Regions from separate parts of the Rattus norvegicus genome. Here all the other regions are linked to region 1. The links are chromatin contacts, called in public Hi-C and HiChIP or PLAC-seq maps. All regions are on one chromosome and are shown on one strand. The core of a region is the stretch at or near the end of the contact, and the rest is flanking DNA. Distances in the headings are between cores, read along the strand shown. Region 1 holds the start of Prpf4b (pre-mRNA processing factor 4B). Region 2 holds the start of Slc22a23 (solute carrier family 22, member 23). Region 3 holds the start of Psmg4 (proteasome assembly chaperone 4).

What was found. A called contact is a pair of places that touch in the nucleus more often than the background predicts. HiChIP or PLAC-seq counts read pairs in DNA pulled down with a chosen protein or histone mark.
Region 2: a contact with region 1 is called in a Hi-C map of kidney, with 6 times the contacts expected there. The contact joins the promoter of Slc22a23 here to the promoter of Prpf4b in region 1. A contact is called at or near these places in 4 of 12 Hi-C or Micro-C datasets (Schwann cells, kidney, liver and 1 more) and 1 of 1 datasets of contacts at active chromatin or transcription factors (oligodendrocytes).
Region 3: a contact with region 1 is called in an H3K27ac HiChIP or PLAC-seq map of oligodendrocytes, with 5 times the contacts expected there. The contact joins the promoter of Psmg4 here to the promoter of Prpf4b in region 1. A contact is called at or near these places in 3 of 12 Hi-C or Micro-C datasets (the A7r5 cell line, mammary epithelial cells and prefrontal cortex) and 1 of 1 datasets of contacts at active chromatin or transcription factors (oligodendrocytes).

What each region holds. Positions count from the first base shown.
Region 1 is chr17:30,223,659-30,226,358 of GRCr8, reverse strand. Prpf4b (pre-mRNA processing factor 4B) reads left to right here and starts at 1,439. Exons shown (of 15, transcript NM_001011923.1): 1 at 1,439-1,523. The coding sequence starts at 1,483.
Region 2 is chr17:30,748,194-30,750,893 of GRCr8, reverse strand. It overlaps Slc22a23 (solute carrier family 22, member 23), which reads right to left and starts at 1,449. Exons shown (of 11, transcript NM_022624.1): 1 at 56-1,449. The coding sequence starts at 694.
Region 3 is chr17:30,922,015-30,924,714 of GRCr8, reverse strand. Psmg4 (proteasome assembly chaperone 4) reads left to right here and starts at 1,342. Exons shown (of 3, transcript NM_001129879.2): 1 at 1,342-1,611. The coding sequence starts at 1,444.

The DNA.
Region 1 (2,700 bases), core at 190-2,689:
AGCTCGCTGGGATCCATGCTAATCGTGTACGAAAGTAATAGCTTTCCACAGAAACAACATATTTCAAATATATTTTCCAATTATTTAAAGAACGCCCATCTCGTATGGAATAATACTTGAAGCAACCACAGATGGTGGAAAAAGATGAAGCGTTCACAAAGCCACGCTTGCCTCCAAAGCCTCAACTTTTTGCATTGTCTGCTGGCGGCTTGCCAAGCGCTGTGGTCTCCACGGTGTCACCGAACAGGGCGGTCCTCTACTTGAGGGCTCCAGGGGTGCGCACAGACGCAATCTTGGCAAGCCGCTCTGCTGACGTTGCGGCAGAAGAGAGGTCCGGGCTGAGGCCGGGAGGCGGGACAAGTTGAGCAGGAGCTGGGAACTGGCAAGGCCTCTTTACAGCTGCCCGCCGCAGTACTAAAGCAACAACCACCGCCGGTCGCTTTGAACACGCCCACGCTTTCTCCTGGACCTCAGTACGCACGCGTCTCTCTAGCCTGCCAATGACTTCCGGGAAGCTGGTTCCGCCGGGGAGCGCTCACTTCCGCTCCGATCCGCGGAAACCACAGCTCTGGATCGGGCCGTTCCGATACCAGGGCTTCGAAGCGTGGTTATGGGGGGGTTGGGGGATGGAGGTGGGGGGTGGCGGGGAGAAACAAGGAACTGTTTGGCCTGTCACTTTGTAAACGTTTCCTGCATGATTAAGCTAATGTTTCAACTTTTACTAACAGTAACAGCTTAGAATGCATTTAAACGTCTATTTCGCTCTCAAATGGATAATAGCGTGGAAATGAACTTGATGAAAATCAAAATCTTCAATGGAAAAGTTTGCCAGCATCAGCACATTTAGAAGTGCTTTAATTTTGTTCTTTTAAGAATGGTGTGTGTAAATCTGAGATTGGTCTCAGTTCGGTATCAGACAACGTCCATTATCTCCAACTTAATCTTCTCAGAAGCAGAAAACTTAATTCCCATATAAAGCATAACACAAAGAACAAGGTCAAAGGGGGATCTGGGAGTTTTTCTGGGTGTTTAAATTAGGCCAAGTCTACGAGCTCTCCGCTAATCAATCAGCAGCAACAAGAGACACAGAGCAATTTTCACCCACTACTGGACCACATAGAGAATCAGCGCTCAGAAATGCACTCTCAATACCAACATCCGACCCTTTTCTTTGCTCCTTTTCCCCAGCAGGTTCCTGCACTGAAACACTCAAACTTCCACACAGACTGGCGCTCTAGGTGAGTAAGGCCTTGATCTCCCCGTGGTCCGCCCCCTAGCCCCGGAAATTACATCACGGCACCCTGCGCCCCGCCCCCGGACGCAGAATTTTTCTATCCGGATTCTTAGCGCGGACTCGGAGTGCCGCTTTTCTCTACGTGCTTTGCACATGCGCGACTGCTTTTCCCTTCTTCCTCCGCTCCCACTGGCGTCTACGGTTCGCGGAGCCGCCGCCAGCACCGCGGAGAAGTCGGGAAGTTCAAGATGGCCGCCACGGAGCCCCCGTCGCTGCGGGAGCAACCTGAGTAAGTGCATCGTGCGGGTGGTTGGAGCTGGGCCGCCTGGCCACCGTGCGGGGGACGGCGGCGACCTGCGCGACGGGCGGGAAAGTTCAGGCCTAACGGGCGATAGCCAAAGTTTGCCTTTCCGCGCGCCTTCGGTGGTGCGGCGGGAGGCGTGGGAGCCGCCCGGGCTTTGCTGCCGGTGGGGCCGCGGCTGTTGGGGTGCCGGCAGCGCGGCCTGCTGCGCGTCGTTGCCCCGGGAGGCGGCGGCACGAGCGGCCTCTACAGGTCCAGTTAGCGTGGTGGCTGCTGCTGCCCTGAGGTCGCGCCTTCCTGCTCCTCCCTGGGGGACCGTGGAGCTCTGGTCTCAACCCTCGGCGATCTCCCCATGGGGGATCCAAGAGGGACCCGAGGGGCAGTGGCAGCCGGCAGGCTAAGCCCCACTTTCCTAACGCCTATAGTATCCTTGTGATCCTGCTGATAGTAAAAGCAGAGACAGGAGTGCTAGGGTCACACTTTTGACTGTCCCGGAAATTGTGCTAGCGAAGTCCTTCGCCCTTTACTCTTCATTCCAACCACAGCCCGGTATTTCTCTGTTCATTGGCAGCTTTCGAACTTTCAAACTTGAGGCAAAGTAAGGTAGACTACCTGGGTTTTGAGGCCTGGCAGTTTTTGCCCTACACCCTTTAGGAAGGGACATGGTAGAAGTATTAGGAATTATTGCTACTTATAAACCATTCTAGTCTGTGTTATAATTAAGCGAATATAGAAGTTCTTGAAGCCAAGAGAACATCCGTGAATACGCAAAAGGACTAGCTCTTAAATAAGAGCAGTGTTTTGTTTCCCACGTTTACGCTTGGAAACAACTTTAAAGAGAATACTATTAAAGACTGTTTGGCAACGGCACCCTCCCCACCCCCCATCTGCATTATCTATGCTTCCAACCTGTTTAGGAAAGCGTATGATACCGTCTCCAGCAACTTGTGGCAGAGGATGACTTTACCACCAAAGAAGCTTGGCTTCTTTGCTCAAGAATCTAGTTTGGTGTTCCCCTGTCATTTGCTTTACTCAGCTTGATAGAGAATTCATATTTTTATTAAGTATGTTTGAAAGTTGCATTGTTGTTGTGATAATTGGGCTTAGCAGAGAACAGATAGGGTTTTAACCAGACATAGCTTGTTGTTTTTCTAAGTTCATGGTG
Region 2 (2,700 bases), core at 200-2,699, 520 kb before region 1:
CGGAAGAAAAAGGCTCACAAGAAGAACGCGGGGACGCAGCGGTCGTGGTCCTTACCTTGCTGACCACGTTTTGGACGAGGCCAGTGCGGATGCCGTAGTCCCACGCGTGGCACTCGCAATTTGAGTCGTTGTTCCCTTTGCCTGGAGGGGACGGGAGGGGTGGTGTGTCGCTGCTGTTGCTTCGGTTGCTTGTGGTCCCCCAGGAGGCAGTGGAGAAAGGGGTGGCTGAGGGGCTGGTCCAGTTGCCCATGTCACCCCATCGGCCGGTGACAGTGGCACCCGCCAGCTCGGTGCCTTTGCCGGCCCCGTGGCACCAGAAGTTGGGCTGGTCCAGAAGAAAGGAGTCCGAGAACTGGCTGAAGCCGATGAACAGCGCCGGGATCCAGGTGAGCACCACCAGGGTCTTCTGGTAGCCGCCGCCCAGGCCCCCGAGGAAGGGCAGCACAGAGCCATCGTAGTCCAGCAACAGGAGGCTCGGGGCGGCTGCTGCCGCACAGCAGCTCGAGTGCGGGCCGCCGCTGGGGTGCAGCGCAGGCAGCGGCTGGATCTCCGCGCTGCCCCCGGAGCCCGCGCGACCCCCGAGGGGCGCCGAGGCCGCCGCGTCTCCGGGCGGCAGGGAGCCGTTCTCCTCCGCCGGGGCCGGCTGCCTCCCGGCACCACTACCCGCCGCCTCGCGCCGCCGGTCTATCGCCATGGCCAGGGCCCGCGGCGCCCGCAGAGGCGCATAGAGCGCGGCGGAGCTCGGCGGGCGCCCGGGCACAGCGCCGCCGCCGAGGAGGAGGGCCCGCGGCCGGAGAGAATGCTCCGGGCCCGGTGAGTCAGGCCACCCCCATGTCACCCGCGCACCCCCTCGCCCTGGGCGCCGGGCAGAAGACGTTCGAGCCCTTAGCCTCCGCGGCTCATCCGCGCCGCGGCCCGGGCGCCCGCCGAGCTCCGAGGCTCTCCGCTGCTGCGCGCTGGCCGCGGAGGAGGAGGAGCCCGACCCGCGCCCTTGTCGCGACTCAGGGCCCTGCGGGCACCGGTGCGCGTTGTGCTGGAGCCGCGGGCGGCCGCGGGTTAGGAGGTCCTCCACGGACTTCGGGCGCTCCCGGAAGCCGCGAGCTCGCAGCCAGCCTGGGGAGCCGGCCGCGCTCTCGGCTCACCGAGCTGGCCTCCGCCTCCCGCCCCGGCCCGCCCCCTCTCCCCCCGCCGAGGTGGAGGTAACCGCGGCACCTGCTGCGCCGCTCCTGCGCACGAGCGCCCCCTCCAGCCGGGCTCCGTCGCCGCCGCCTGGACAGACGCAGGGGCGGGGAGAGGGACACCCGGGCCGACGCAAGATCCCCGGCGGTCTCTGGGCTGGACAGGGGTCCCCAAGGAGTCCGCACTGGCGGGGAATGAGGGGATAGGGTCGTCTGCCAGTCTCAAGTCCCACAACCGCAAGGAACCCCGCCCAGGGCACACCGGCTTTCCGTGACCTCTCTTCGTATCCGAGGTGCCCGGTGGCTGGCACCCCACTCCTGGTCCTGAGCCCAAGCGTTGCCTGCCTTCCAGAACAACCTTCTGTGCTTCTTCCAGACTCAAATAAGGCTGCTTTTTATGGCCACGGGTCAGGGGCAAGGAAGCATATTTGACAATTTTAGGTTGACAGCCCCTCCAACGCTGGGTCACACGCGACCCATTGCAGCACCCGCCCCAAATCGCCATTTCTTTCTGTGCTCCAGAATGAATGTCAAATAAACACAATGCTGGATGGCTATACCTTGAAGGGGAGCCACATACTCGATACAAACGTGAATGAGGGCGGCCTGCCCCACCCCCTCCCCAAGGTCTCGGATTCATAATTCCCATGCTGTGTGCACAGGCGCACACATCTACACCTCACAGGAGATCCAAATGCTCTCGGCACTCCAGACTCCAGAGCCAGCCCTTGCCCAGCTAGCACTATATAAATAACACCAGCCCTGCGGCAAACGGCCGCATTAGCATATCTTCTCCTGCTTGCTGGGCTTGACACCAGTGAGAATTATGCGGCTTTCATCTTAGCCTCACTACATTCTGGAGACATTTCATATCCTGAGAAGTTTATTAATGGAATTAATGGAAATCTTAAATGGAGCAATCTATCTCTGGTCTTATTTAGCACAGGGGAAGAAGCTAGCCTTCTCTTTCCAAAAGCATATCCTGCGAGTACACGTATGGGATGCATTCTCTAAGCATCTCCAATATTTGCTCAGCTGCATGTTGTATAATTTAGTGGGAGACTTTTTTTTTAAAGCATGCAGCTCAATGTTCCAGTCAACATGTACTTACTGCTGAAATTCTGGCACGTGGAAGGAACTATTTCTGAAGACTGCCAGAGAGCTGGACTTTGGGGAACCCAACTGTGAACTCTCCTGTGTGGCTGGGAAGAGGAGATTAGATAACAATAGACGGAAGAGACACAGGCTGCAGAGGACACTAAAGGTCTAGGAAACCCAGTCTGCTAATTTAAGCATATTTAATGACATACTTGAATGAGAATGTCATTATGAGACCCATCGCGCTGTATAATGATTATACTCTAATAAAGTGTTATTTTAGAAATCAGTTGGGAGTGACAGTGCACCCTGTCAATACATGTGATCTCCTCCTCCCCCTCCCTTTTCCTCCCTCCTCCTCTTCCTCCTCTTCTTCTTCAATTTCACCTTATTGGTTGGTTTAACTTTTCTTCCCTTCTTTCTC
Region 3 (2,700 bases), core at 93-2,592, 700 kb before region 1:
GAATATTTTATATATTCTGACTATAAATTCTATTTAAGACATTTGTTGTATAAATACTTTTCTTCTAGACTGTGGCTTGTCTTTTCGCTTTTTTACTGATTTTTGTAAGAGCAGAAACATTTAATCTTGATGCCGTCCAACTGACCAGTTTGTCCTTTTGTGAAGCACATTCTTCTTGTGAAATGTCTGCCAGCAACATCTCTGGGATGACCATAGGGAAACTGACAAAATAGTAGAGGGTAGCTATCTGCCCAGCTCTAGTGCTTTCAAGCTTATTATAAATCTAAAGGTTTCTGTCTTTTATCTGGGAACAATATGGTCTGAAGTTGGTTAGAAACCCTTAATAGATATCTAGGTAACAGGGGGTGTAGCAACCCTCTTTGCCTCCAACAATATTAACCACAGCAGCTGGGATTGTTGCTTTTATAGTAACACCTTGGGAGCTCTATCAGAGAAATATTTCCTTTTCCTCTGTAACTTAGGTCTTCCAGACAAGGCCTATCCCCTGATCTCCCATGATATTCCATGATTTCCCTTGGGGACTAAGACATCTCACAATGGATCCTCAGTGGGCAACAAACAATATTCAAATCACATCACATTTTAAATCTCAATTTAATCCAATAAGAGTTACCGGAGATTTAAGCAGTCTCCCTGCAGTTCCTAAAGTCTCCAAGTCAGCTGTAAAAAGCTTGACAAAGCCGGTAGGTTTTTATGCTTCTCTCTCAATCCACCAAGGGTCTCATTCCAACACTTTAGTGTCCTAGTAATTAAAATTAAAGGGTCCCCGGGGCAGACATATCACCACCCTCCATAGGGCTTCCCACTCACTCTCAGCTTCTTCTCAAATCTTAAAGGCTCCCTACTCGTATTTCCATTTTTGCACTCAAGGAAACAAAGAGAAGTTAGATCAAGACCCGTGCTTTACAAGATAGCAGCTCAGGATGTGCTTGCCTGTCCTCCCGCCATGGTCTATGCTGTTCCTTTTTAAAGCTTTCTCCCAGGACCATTGCTGTTAAGTAGTGTTAGCTAGGTCAGAGACTTGCTGCAGAGATACAGACTGTGGGACAGAAGAGTGGGACTGGGAGGTGGTGGCTGCTAAAGCGCTCAAAGTGTGCCTATGTCTGGGCAAAGGGAGATCCTGAGAGTGGCTTCAGACCACTAACATGCCCTCTCGGGGAGAAGGAAAAGGACAGAGATAGATCAGTGGGTTCCCAGAGGTCGCTGTCAGACCCCTAGGCGAGGATAGGTCATCTAATAGTACCTTTCTGAAGGTAGAGCCTGCGGAGGCTACGTTCTAGGCCCCGCCCACTCATGCTCGCTCCACCCCACCTCGGCGCGCGCAGCTGAAAGTGAAAGAGCGCTCAGCTTTTCGGCGCTCGCTCTTTCTGGTCTGGTCTCCCGCGCTTGCCTGGTCTAGGCTGTGGCCCGGTGGCTGGCGGGATGGAGGAGCCGCAAGCCGCCGCGGACGTGTCGCTTCACAACTTCAGTGCGAGGCTGTGGGAGCAGCTCGTCCACTTTCATGTCATGCGGCTAACGGACTCGCTCTTCCTGTGGGTGGGGGCAACGCCGCATCTACGCAACCTCGCTGTGGCCATGTGTAGCCGCTTCGTGAGTGTGGGCGGGGCCTGGATAGAAACTGGGGTGGGCCAGGAACTTGGTGGGGAACTGGGGGCGTGGCCTAGCTGTAGAGGGGTCGGGGGAGGTACGAGTGGACCCCAAGGGAGAGGGTCCGGGTAGAGAGTGGGAGCTGCTGAGGAGGGTTGGGGAGAAGTGAGGCTGGCAGCTTGTGGCTCTGAGGGACATTCTTAAAGGCTTCAGCGCATCCCCCTGTCCTTTCCTGGACATTTCAGGCAGGAGTCCCCTAGGGCTGCTTCTTGACTTGGGGAACCCTGGAGTCAGACCACCTTAAAGGGAACTCAGCCTAGTCCCTGAACTCTGAGTTCCCCAGAACATCTGCTCTCCTTGCACCAGCCTGTCATCAGGCAGTTTTCTGCCACACCTACGTTTAGACGACTTTTATACTGGACTTGGAACTTAGATTTGAGCATCTGATAGGTACTTGACCGACAAAGTCAAGAACAAACTTTCTTTCCCCTTCACCTGGTGGCTTTTCATCCCTATATGGGCGACTCTGCCTATTCTGAGTACTTTCTGGCTGTCCTTGGCCTAGTGCTCTCTGACTGTCCATGGCCCACGGTTCATGTGCCCAGAACCTCCCGATCTCAATGGCTGGGGATTGAATCTAAGGCCTTGCATGTGTTCTGCAAGTGCTTCACCAGTGAGTTAAACTGCCTCTCCTTGTCTCTTCTTTGAACATATTGGATGACAGACTTACCCATACACTCCTATGAGCTCACTTGTGTGTGGGCACATGCTTATGTACTTGCATACATATGCACCCAAATTTAGGAACGTGCATGCACGTATGTATGCATACCATACACACTACATAGAAGCAAAAAATAAAACAATAAGATAGGTTGGGGATTGCCATTTCTCTGATAAAAACACTTCGAGATGAATTCAGAGCATGATCCTGAGTGATTCCCGCGGGGCCTGTTGTTTCTTAGTGTTCTTCCCTGCCCAGTCACTCTTGCAATGTTGACCTCTGAAGTTTTAGTGTTCCAAGGTGAGGTTTGTGTCTAGTGCCTCTCAGGCTGCTCATTAAGTCACTTGGAGATTGCTTGAGACCCTCTT